Regions from separate parts of the Zea mays genome. Here region 2 is linked to region 1. A link is a contact called in public Hi-C data. All regions are on one chromosome and are shown on one strand. Each heading gives the region's core, a stretch centred on a gene start, on an enhancer-like site or on the middle of the called end of the contact. The rest is flanking DNA. Distances are from core to core; before and after follow the strand shown.

Region 1 (5,160 bases), core at 1,620-4,119:
ACTGGTCAGTGGAGCGGTGGAGTGACGGCGGTCACTTCGGCTCTGCCGGGGGGGCACGTGTCAGGATAAAGGTGTCAGGCCACCTTTGCGTTAAATGCTCCTGCAACTTGGTCAGTCGGTGTGGCGATTTAGTCAGGGTTGCTTCTGAGCGAAGCCAAGGCCTCGGGCGAGCCGGTGATGTGTCCGCCGTAAAAAGGGGGGCCTCGGGCGAGACGGAAGTCTCTCGAGGTCGGCTGCCCTTGGCCGAGGCTAGGCTCGGGTGAAGCGTGATCGAGTCACTCGTGTGGACTGATCCCTGACTTAATCGTACCCATCAGGCCTTTGCAGCTTTATGCTGATGGGGGTTACCAGCTGAGAATTAGGCGTCTTGAGGGTACCCCTAATTATGGTCCCCGACAGTACTAAATATGGTTATTTTTATCTTCTAATATGCGGTGTACTTATTTTTTTAGATGATTCCTCATTGGTGCGCCGCGCATCCTAAGTGCTGGGAGCAGATGGTGCAGAGGTGGTGCTCGACTGAGTGGGATGAGGCGCACAACGCTAGCCGGGAACGACGTTTGCTGATGCAAGGTCCCTCCCACCATCAAGGCAGCCGCAGCCTGGGCAAATACGCGGAAGCATGGGTACGCGCTCTTTTTTATTTAGGTATATAACTTTCGATTAGACATGATTTCTAACCATCTCGTTAGTTTTCTCGCAGTCAGCGGCACATGGTGGCGCGCCTTGCTCCACGTTCTCGGCATATGCCATGGCCCACAAGGGGAAGGCGACGTCCGACGTCACCTACAACCCGGATGACGGGCCCGAGGCGTACACCAACCCCGCCATCCACAACCGACTCAGTGAGTACACCGCCATGGCCAAGGAGGTCCATGGGCCAGATTACGATCCGAGGACCGAGGACATCGACGGAGATGTCCTCATGAGGGTCGGAGGAGGCAAGAGGCATGGGCGGTACTGGATTGCCGACGGGGCAATCGACTCGTCCTCCACTCCCACTCTCTCTCAGGTGCGAGCAAGGAGCACGAGCGCGAGCCCAGCCATACGACCTCGGCAGGACACCTCACAGCATCGTATCCAGCAACTCCAGGTTATTCCTTATCTATTCATCGTTCATTGATTTTTATATATCTTCTCTTTGCATTATCGTAACATTAGGGCGAAATATTACAGACTCAGCTAGATGATGAGAGGAGGCAACGTGAGGAGCTGGAGAAGAGGATGGCGGAGATGTTCGCGTACATGCAGAGCCTTGGCGCCGCACAGGGTCATGCTCCACCACCTCCGTTGTTCCCTGCAGCTGACCCTACAGAGTTCACTACTCCTGTGAGTATCAAAATTTTAGTACTGCATGATATATATTCATATGTTCTCACACATACAATCTCTTCTCTGTGCAGGGTCAATCGGCGGCGTCGAACAACCCTCATGCTTCGTCCAGCCCTTCGCCGAACCAGTCCAGATGCCCACCTCGTTGATGATCTGTTTTGTGATGATCCAGACTTACCTTTATGAGTGTTGGTGATGTTAGTTAGACTTTATCTTGTGAGATACTTGGTGATGTTAGTGATGATGCAGCCTTATATCTGTTTTGTGATGATCCTGACTTATATTTGTGAGACTTTAGTGAGACTTTGTGATATATATGGTGTTGATGATAAATGTGTTCATTCTGTGATGTGATTGATATATAATGTGATGTGAATGATATATATCTTTTGTATGTTTGGATGAAACAACAAAAGCAAATAAAAAGGGACATCCTGGTCACTTTGCCGAGTGTAACACTCGGCAAAGGGCCGCTTTGCCGAGTGCTATGACCATGGCACTCAGCAAAGAAGAAAACCTGGAAATCGGTAAAGCCATCTTTGCCGAGTGCTGACAATGGCACTCGGCAAAGAAGGAAACCTGGGAACCGGCAAAGACATCTTTGCCGAGTGCTGGTGCCAAGGCACTCGGCAAAGATACTGGCAAAGGAGCCCACTGGAGGGTTCTTTGCCGAGTGCCAGTCCACCAGACACTCGGCAAAGAAGCCTCCTTTGCCGAGTGCCTACTAAAGCTCTCGGCACAGGGACTGGCGGTGGGGCCCACTGGACCAGTCTTTGCCGAGGGCCTCACACTCGGCAAAATTGGCCTCTTTGCCGAGTGCCACAGAAGGCGCTCGGCAAAGGATCCGTCACCGTCACTTGACGCCGTGACGGTGACTTTTCTTTGCCGAGTGCCATTGGCACTCGGCAAAGTCTTTGCCGAGTGCCCGACAAAAAGTACTCGGCAAAGAGGCTGTTGCCGATGTACAGTTCGTCGAGCGTTCTTTGCCGAGTGTAAAATAGCCCAAAGGAGCTGATTCCGGTAGTGTTTGAAAGTATAAGGGCAACTCCAAGAGACTAGGTATATAATTTTGTAAAGATAAATTTAGCTAATATTAAAAGAAAATTGTATCCAATAGACTCTGTAAACGACTCTTCAAATTTAGTGACTCTATTTCTCCATCTTCGCTCTCCAATTTTAGATAGTCTGCTTAACTCTCTATTCAGTCCGTAGATTTACCGAGTCTGTTGGATTAGCCTACATTTTTTTCTCTAAAATCTATTTTAGAGAGTAGCTAAATCAGTAAATTTGGCTAGTCTTTTTAGCTAATCTCTTTGAGTGGCTCTAAAACGGCAATGTAACCCCTCGTATGCACACAACCACTGCAAAACCAAGTATAGCACCACCTTGATGGTCATATATGGTCATGGATGGATCGGTGGAGCCCACGTGAAGGCAAGGCGAGCGCGGCCTCATACGTTCGTGATGATGCCCTTATCTCTTTGGTTTAACAAGAACCGCACGTCCACCCGCGTCCCCATTCCTTTTTCCTGTTCCTCTCTCGGTCTCTCCCTCTCTCTTTTTGCATTCGGCGATTGCATGCGTATGGGTATACGAAGTACGTACGAGTAGAAAGTACACGAGCAACCTTTTGCCGTGGGGCCTGATGACGGAAGGGACGGGGCATCGGCGCATCGCGCCGGCGCACCGCGGAAGAGTGGCGCGGCCGGCCATGGCGGAGCAGCTGTGTGCACGACGCCAGCTGCTCAGCGGCGGAGCAGGCGCGCCCAAGGTAGGTCAAGTTCCTCACCACGTCCGGGCGCCCGGAGTTGGCTTTAGGCGTGACTCACGCCGCGTGAGGAACGGGTAGTTTCATGTACGAGATGCATGCAAGAGGAGCCGGCGCCCGTAGCTTATGGCTTGTTAAGACTACTTTGAACAGATCCTTTATCTTATTATTTTTCAAACTTATCTCTAAAAACAGTGTCTATTTACAGTCTCGTCTCGTGTCCCCTATTTTATAGATATTCAAGGTGTGCCTGTTTTTGTTCAGTACGACCTACGCATACTGCTCATCCAAATCTAACTTTTCCTCCTTTCACATTTTTACTCAACAAAAAAGGTACATTTAGGTCATCAAGAGGTCGATAGGAGTGCACTTATACTATAAAAATCAAGTATTTGCTGACCAAAGCCCCTAGCTGCCAATGTCTCCTTAAAACCTAGTAGTGCTACCGGTACAAACCCCTGGTCCATGGACCATGTCCACCGGGATTTCCGTAGCCGCCTCAGCTCGGCTGGGCTGGGCTGCTACCGTCTCGATTGGCAACGCGTCCCCCCACAAACGCACCCCGGCGTCTGCCCTATACATAACCCCCCTCTCCTCCCATCTCCGCGACCGCAGGCAGACTACTAGACTCGGCATCTCCGCCGCTCCTCTCTCCACCCGGCGCGCGCGCACACACAGCACAGACACCTACAGTCACCACACGCGCCATGGCTACGCACTCGGTCGCCGCCGCGCACGCCACCATCGCCGCGCGCGCGGGCGCCGCCGGGGCGCCGGCCCCGGCCGAGCGCCTGGGCTTCCGCCGCCTGGGCTCGCCCGCCGGCGGCCTGCGCTCCGCCCGCCGCGCGCCGCCCGCGGCCGCCTCCCGCCGCCATCGCGTCGTGCGTGCCGCCGCCGTCGAGACGCTCCAGGGCAAGGCCGCCACCGGCGAGCTGCTCGAGAAGTCGGTCAACACGATCCGGTTCCTGGCCATCGACGCCGTCGAGAAGGCCAACTCCGGCCACCCGGGCCTCCCCATGGGCTGCGCGCCCATGGGCCACGTCCTCTACGACGAGGTCATGCGCTACAACCCCAAGAACCCCTACTGGTTCAACCGCGACCGCTTCGTCCTCTCCGCCGGCCACGGCTGCATGCTCCAGTACGCCCTCCTCCACCTCGCCGGATACGACAGCGTTAAGGTAAGGCGGCTAGCTGATTCATCTGTTTGCATCTTGGTTTTTTTTTGTGTGCGTGTGATGTGTCCCGGGTTGGTTGGTTGGATCGGCGAAATCGGGGGTAGGTTCGTGTGAAAAGTTTGGATCTTGTTTGGTAAAATAGTGGAAAGGGCTGGATCTTGACTGCTATCTTTGGTGGCGGCCTAGGAAAGGTCGTGGCTGCCTAAGTCCAGTTGTCAGAAATGTATTATTATGATAAAGTGGAAGCTAGGTTTCCCCTAGGAAAAATTTGTTGGAGACTCAGACGTTACACCAAGGACCTACTCATGTTTAGTTGAGTAGAACTATTGAGCGTAATTCACCTCAGCAGAGCTGCCATGTGTTTGATAAGCATCTCTTATGTTATGTGACTGGATTTGTTCTAACTGTGGTTGGTATGTAGGAGGAGGACTTGAAGCAGTTCAGGCAATGGGGAAGCAGAACACCGGGCCACCCTGAGAACTTTGAGACTCCAGGAGTTGAAGTTACCACCGGTCTGTTTTCTTCTCTATTGGGCTGTGAATTAGCCGTGCCCCTTGCTGTGCTGTATAAAACTGAGAAAGTTTGGGTTTCCTATATGGTTGCTGTGCAGGGCCTCTTGGTCAGGGTATCGCCAATGCCGTTGGGTTGGCACTTGCTGAGAAGCACCTGGCTGCCCGCTTCAACAAGCCTGACAGTGAGATCGTCGACCACTACACGTAATACTTCTAATAACGCCAACGTGCAGCGTCTCGCTTTTATTACAGTCTTGCTTTTAGTCTGTGTGGCACAGTTTTGGTAACATGTTTCGTGGATCCTGTACAGGTACGTTATTTTGGGAGATGGCTGCCAAATGGAGGGTATTGCTAATGAAGCTTGCTCCTTGGC
Region 2 (5,160 bases), core at 1,896-4,395, 680 kb after region 1:
AAAAAAAAACAAGTCTACTGCTGGCTGGCTGGATTGGATACATGTATTGGTCATGATGATTCTCTCGTCATTACTCTTTAGCACAGATGCGCTGCAGTGATGATCCCCAGATCCACTGCTGTTGCCTGTGTTGCCATCTGCTCTGATGACCCTGTTCACCCCTGCCTTTTCTTCTCGTGTTCACCTTGTCTCCTCTCTCTCTCTCTCTCTGTGTGTGTGTGTGTGTGTTCTGCACCGCAGGAAGGGCATACCTAGTGGATGCTCATTGCCGGAAAAGTGCCTGACAAACCTGGCGAAGGGTCCAACAAAGACCTGGGCACCACGTTGGACATGGAAAGGGGTCCTATTCTGTGAATGGAGTGCTGAACGGCTGATGAGTGATGAGGGGCGATGATGCTCAACCTTTTCTGGATTGCATGGCACTGAACAATGAAGGCAGCTACGAGTGTCTAATTAGAGCTAACCCTCTCTCCTCTTGAAGCTTATTTTAATCACCCCTTTTTGTTTGTGGTTCTGCCTAGGATAGTCATTCAGAGATGTGACAACCAGCACAGTTCCACTTACATTGAGATGACTAAGTTGCGCTGCAAGAGAAATGTGAAGTCGTTTTGCATGATTGAATAAGGGTGATGCTGAGCCCTTCTTTTATAGGTTATGTTATCATGCTTTATGTTTTATCCTTTTGTTTTATACTAACTCTTGAGTGACTATGATGGTTCAAATTTCCATTAGAGAGCTGTGCACTAAAGGAGATGTCCTCCATCTTGATTTGAGATCTTCTGAGCTGGTACTGCAGATACAGTCCAAACAAAAAGCTATTCTGTCTCCATTTGTTGTGTAACTAGGATGGCTTGTACCTCACTAGTCACTACCTCCATCTCGAAAGGAATGCAATTTTGTCTATGCACCCTGACAAGCATTCGTTTTGGGGGCAGTGGTAAGTACAAGTAACCAGTTATGCGGCCATGGGAGAGACAGAAAGAGAGAGAGAGAGAGAGGTTACATTGTGCTTCCACTATAAATTGCACTTGCTATGATGATAATGGTTGAATCTGAGCCACTCAAGTGACCTTTTTCCTCCTAGTACCACTGTCTGAATACTCCTGCCCCCTTACCCCCAATTCCCATGGTGTTTTAATGATTGGTTTTGCTGATGTTGCAGCTAATGAGACAGCTAATCTGCTCTTTGAATTGGTTAAAGCTTTTATTCTGTTTTGTACTCGTGTGCTCATATCTGCTTGTTCTTTTGTGCTACTTTGCAAGTCCTGTTGATGATATGCCCTGATTTTGGGCTGTTCTTCATTTGCCTTGCTGCTGGATTTGAACCTGCGCCCTTGGTTAATGTTTGTAGGACTGATATGCTAAGTTAGTTCCATGTCATAAGTTCCTACCTAAGTGCCGCTCAATAACGATGAAATAAAATTCCAATGTGAGGCAATGATCTGTATCATGGTTGACACAAGCACCTTTGAGCAATCAAGGCTGCTATGTTGTTAACCTTGCTCTTAGAGGACATGGAAATGGACTCGAATATGTGAAATGGACTGCTGACGAAGGGCGATGATGCTCAACCTTTTCGGAGTCGCACGCCATTGAGCAACCAAGGCAGCTGCGTGTCTGGTAGCCTATTTAATAATCCCTTTTTGTTTGTGGTTCTGCCTAGGATGGTCACCTGGATGGATATATGACAACCAGGACAGTTCCACTCACAATAGGATGAGTAGATTGGGCAGAAAGAGAAGGGAGGGCCTGATTTCTATGATTGAGCAAAGGAGATGCTGAGCTGAGCCCCTTTCGTATGGTTTATGCAGCGGTGCTTTATGGCTCTGTTTTTTGTTTCATACCGCGCTTGAGTGGCTAAGATTGTTCTGCTTTCCATTACAGAGCTTCTGCACTCTACCATCTTCTGAGCTGATGATACCTGGGATATTCTTTGACGTTTGCTGCTTTACTACGATGGCCCATGCCTTACTAGAAGGTGATTCTATATCTGTTTGCTGCTTTAACTAGGATGCCTTGCACCTTAGAGCATCTCTAGCAGTCACCAAAAGAAAAGACAGGTTGTGCATCCTTGACAACAAATTCACCTCCCCATGATAGGGAGTAGCGGTCATCCGTGTATCTCTGCGTGTTTTTTCCAAGCGTTGATAGATTCGGGAGTTGTAGCAAGTTCTTTTTTTTTCTTGTTCATGTCAGATTGAGTGGTTTGTTTTTTTTTCTTACACAATTGCCATTGTGCTGATAATGGTTAGATTTGAGTCACTCAAGTTACCTCCTTTTCTTCTAGTACGACTGCACCCCTCGCTCCGGCGGTTTGTATTGCCGCTGATCCAGTTAATGTGCTCTTTGAGTCGGTTCATACTTTCTATTCCGTTTTGTATCTTGTACTGTGTCGTCTTGTTCTTTTGTGCTCTTTTCCATGTCCTGTTGGCGCTCTTCACTTGTCTGGGGCACCGGCCACCGCTGCGCCATTCCCCGTCTCGCTCCAACACGTGGTAGCAACGGTGGCCGCCACCTCTTCTCGGTTTGCTTGGACTTCTCTACTGCCGTTGCCGCTTCACGGATCAGTAATAAATCTTACAAGCCTGTTTACAAATGCTATTCATTTTGCAGCTGTTTAGTCCATCACGGATTCTTTATGGAGTTTCCCAATCTAAATCTCTGGTAGCTGGTGTTTGAATCTTTCAATGTCAGAAATGTAGTGGTTATTGGCTAGGGATCCATGAGGCTGCGGTGTGTCTTACCAATCAGAGATCTATCTGTCTGTTATGGTATCTTTTACGCTAATTCTTTAATTCAATAATTATGAGATTTTGGTGATGACTGGTCAAAATTGAGCCAGCTCTGTAATTCATAATTCATAGTTTGGTAATTCAATAATTATGAGATTTTGGTGTACAGATTATTTTGACGAAACAAATGCTGTAGTGCTGTACATTAAGTAGGCGCGGGATGGGCTTGTGGTGGAGGGAATGCCGTGGTGGAAGGGAGTGGAGAGCAGCGCAGTGGAGTCTTGGAGACTGGAGACACCGTGCACAACGCGATCCGCATCTGCTTGTTTGTATAGTTACGCAGCAGGAGTCCATGGAAATCACAAATGTCGACCACGCAAGTCACACCGCCACGTATGGGCGCCATGTCAAATGTAAGTGAGCCGGCAAAGGGCCCACTCCAAATCAACCTTTCAGGAGTTTCCATGGACTGGGCTCCAACTCCAAGAGACCGCACAAGTGCAGAGCGTGATTTGTTGGGCACGAAACACGGCAACCACCGGCCCAGTTTTGTGCTGAACTATGCGAGCATGATTCCTTAACAACCTGGCAGTTGGTTGAATTGTACGTGCTGGCACTGTGGTCGGCTAGGCCCAACCATGGCGTAGTTAGTAGTCCCTGACAAAAGGCAGCCATGCAATGCAATGCTCATCCTTGAGCTTGAGCTGGGGCAGGTGCTGGCACAGGACCAGCCGGCCAGGACTTGACCGAAAGGGTCGACGGGGATTTCCCCCAAAAGGAGAGGCGACGGTCGACGGATATGCAGCAAGGCAAACGCAGCAAGCAGACGCAAGGCGATGGAAAAAAAAAACCAAGACAAGAGATTAGGTGTGGCATTGATTGACGGGGCGGAGCATGAGCAAGCGCAGTCCCTTTCGCGCCATTGCATTGAACACCGCCGGCATGCATGCGTATACAGGCGACGAGCGAGACCGAATTGAAGGGGCGGATGAATATAATATAATCAGTCGTCGTGCGTAAAGCGAAGCACACACGCACGCAGGTCCCCCTCGGCCCGCGCGCGATCGAGGCGTGGCTGTCACACGTACAGCTCATATAGAGGCGTCAATGGAAATTATGAAACCAACTTGTGCAGCTTCCTTTAAATTCTGCTTTGACACGACGGGCGGGCGTCGTCGTCGTCGTCGTCGTCTCCGATGCTGTCGATCGAGTTGGTGGCAAGGTAGCTAGCTGCTGATGGGAACCGACTCTAGTTGGTCCAATCGAACAATCAATAATAGGGACTGAATGACTGACTGACTGACGAGTGAGTCTCGTACTCTCGTATAGGTTTAGGGTATACATACACATATATATATATGGTCCGTTGAGGACACTCGAATTTATACCAGAAAAAAAAAGAGAGAGAGAGAGATGATACAGCGGTCATCCTACAATTGTACGTACATGTTCTTGGATGTTTTGCAGGCTACCATGCATGTTATTGCCTAGCTTCATTCGTTCTGTGCACACTGACTGCCAGAACCAGAACCAGCAGCAGCAGCAAAAGCGTTTGTCGTCCGAGAGGGACGTACGCAAGCAACGCAACGCAACGCAACGGGTACGTACTAGCAGAGGCAGCTAGCGCTAGCTAGTCGGCCCTCCAGATGGCCTCTAGCTCGGCGGCGAAGAGTCGCTCCTGTCCGACGACGATGGTGATGTGGTCCTTGCGGTCGTAGACGGTGACGCGCGCGCGGGGCACCCTGGCGCCCGCCGCCAGCGTGCATTCGACGGGGAGCAGCTCGTCGTCGCGGCCGTGGAAGAACGCCACCTTGCAGGACAGCCCCCTGTCCACCGCGTCCAGGTACGCGCCCATCCGCCCCGCGCTGCCGCAGATGATGTTGTGCAGCGTGTGCCACGCCGCGTTGTGCGTGTGGCACATGAACGCCTCGATCAGGAACGTCCGCACCCTGCGTGGTAGTCATGCATCAGCATTGCATGGGAGCCTGCGAGGCACGACAGACAGACAGACAGGCAGGAGGCAGCAGCAGTAAAACAAGGAGGAGGAGGGGATGGAGTGGAGTGGAGTCGATCGGCTTGCTTGCCACATGCGCCTGGCCCATGTGTTGGGGGCGTGCGTGCGTGTGCGGAACTGCAGATAGATCTGGTGCAGTCAGTCAGTCAGAGTGTGGCAACCAGGAGGATTGATGGAGCCCACGCTTTCGCCTGTCGATCCGGCCGTGCAGGGAACCTTCTCTGCTTCACCTGCCCACTGCTAAACCTGATGGGCCATGGCACTGCTCTGTACTGTCCTGTTCGGTTCACTGAACCATAGGACAGTTACAGGCACTGGTGTACAGACAGCCACCGGTACGGCACGTCGGTACCGTTCCGTTTCGTGCTACTGGAGTACTGACTGACTGCAGGCCGTTCCTTCCTTCGTCGGCTC

The links. Hi-C and Micro-C count contacts between places; a contact is called where the count stands out from the background.
Region 2: a contact with region 1 is called in a Hi-C map of leaf, with 10 times the contacts expected there. The contact joins the enhancer-like site here to the promoter of LOC100279513 in region 1. A contact is called at or near these places in 2 of 25 Hi-C or Micro-C datasets (ear and leaf).

The regions. Positions count from the first base shown.
Region 1 is chr9:24,657,443-24,662,602 of Zm-B73-REFERENCE-NAM-5.0, forward strand. It overlaps LOC100279513, which reads left to right and starts at 2,870. Exons shown (of 7, transcript NM_001152512.1): 1 at 2,870-3,103; 2 at 4,697-4,787; 3 at 4,886-4,991; 4 at 5,098-5,160. The coding sequence starts at 2,978.
Region 2 is chr9:25,337,261-25,342,420 of Zm-B73-REFERENCE-NAM-5.0, forward strand. It overlaps LOC103638133 (alpha/beta-Hydrolases superfamily protein), which reads right to left. Exons shown (of 3, transcript XM_008661115.4): 3 at 4,025-4,681. The coding sequence ends at 4,363. It overlaps LOC103638132 (a long non-coding RNA gene), which reads left to right. Exons shown (of 2, transcript XR_558582.4): 2 at 1-2,141. Among protein-coding and RNA genes, the nearest start is that of LOC103638133, 5.0 kb to the right of the region's middle. Within about 2 kb of position 3,146, at least 19 of the 20 cell types and tissues checked have an H3K27ac peak or open chromatin away from gene starts, as enhancers often do. A contact at or near this core is called in ear and leaf, where this site is marked.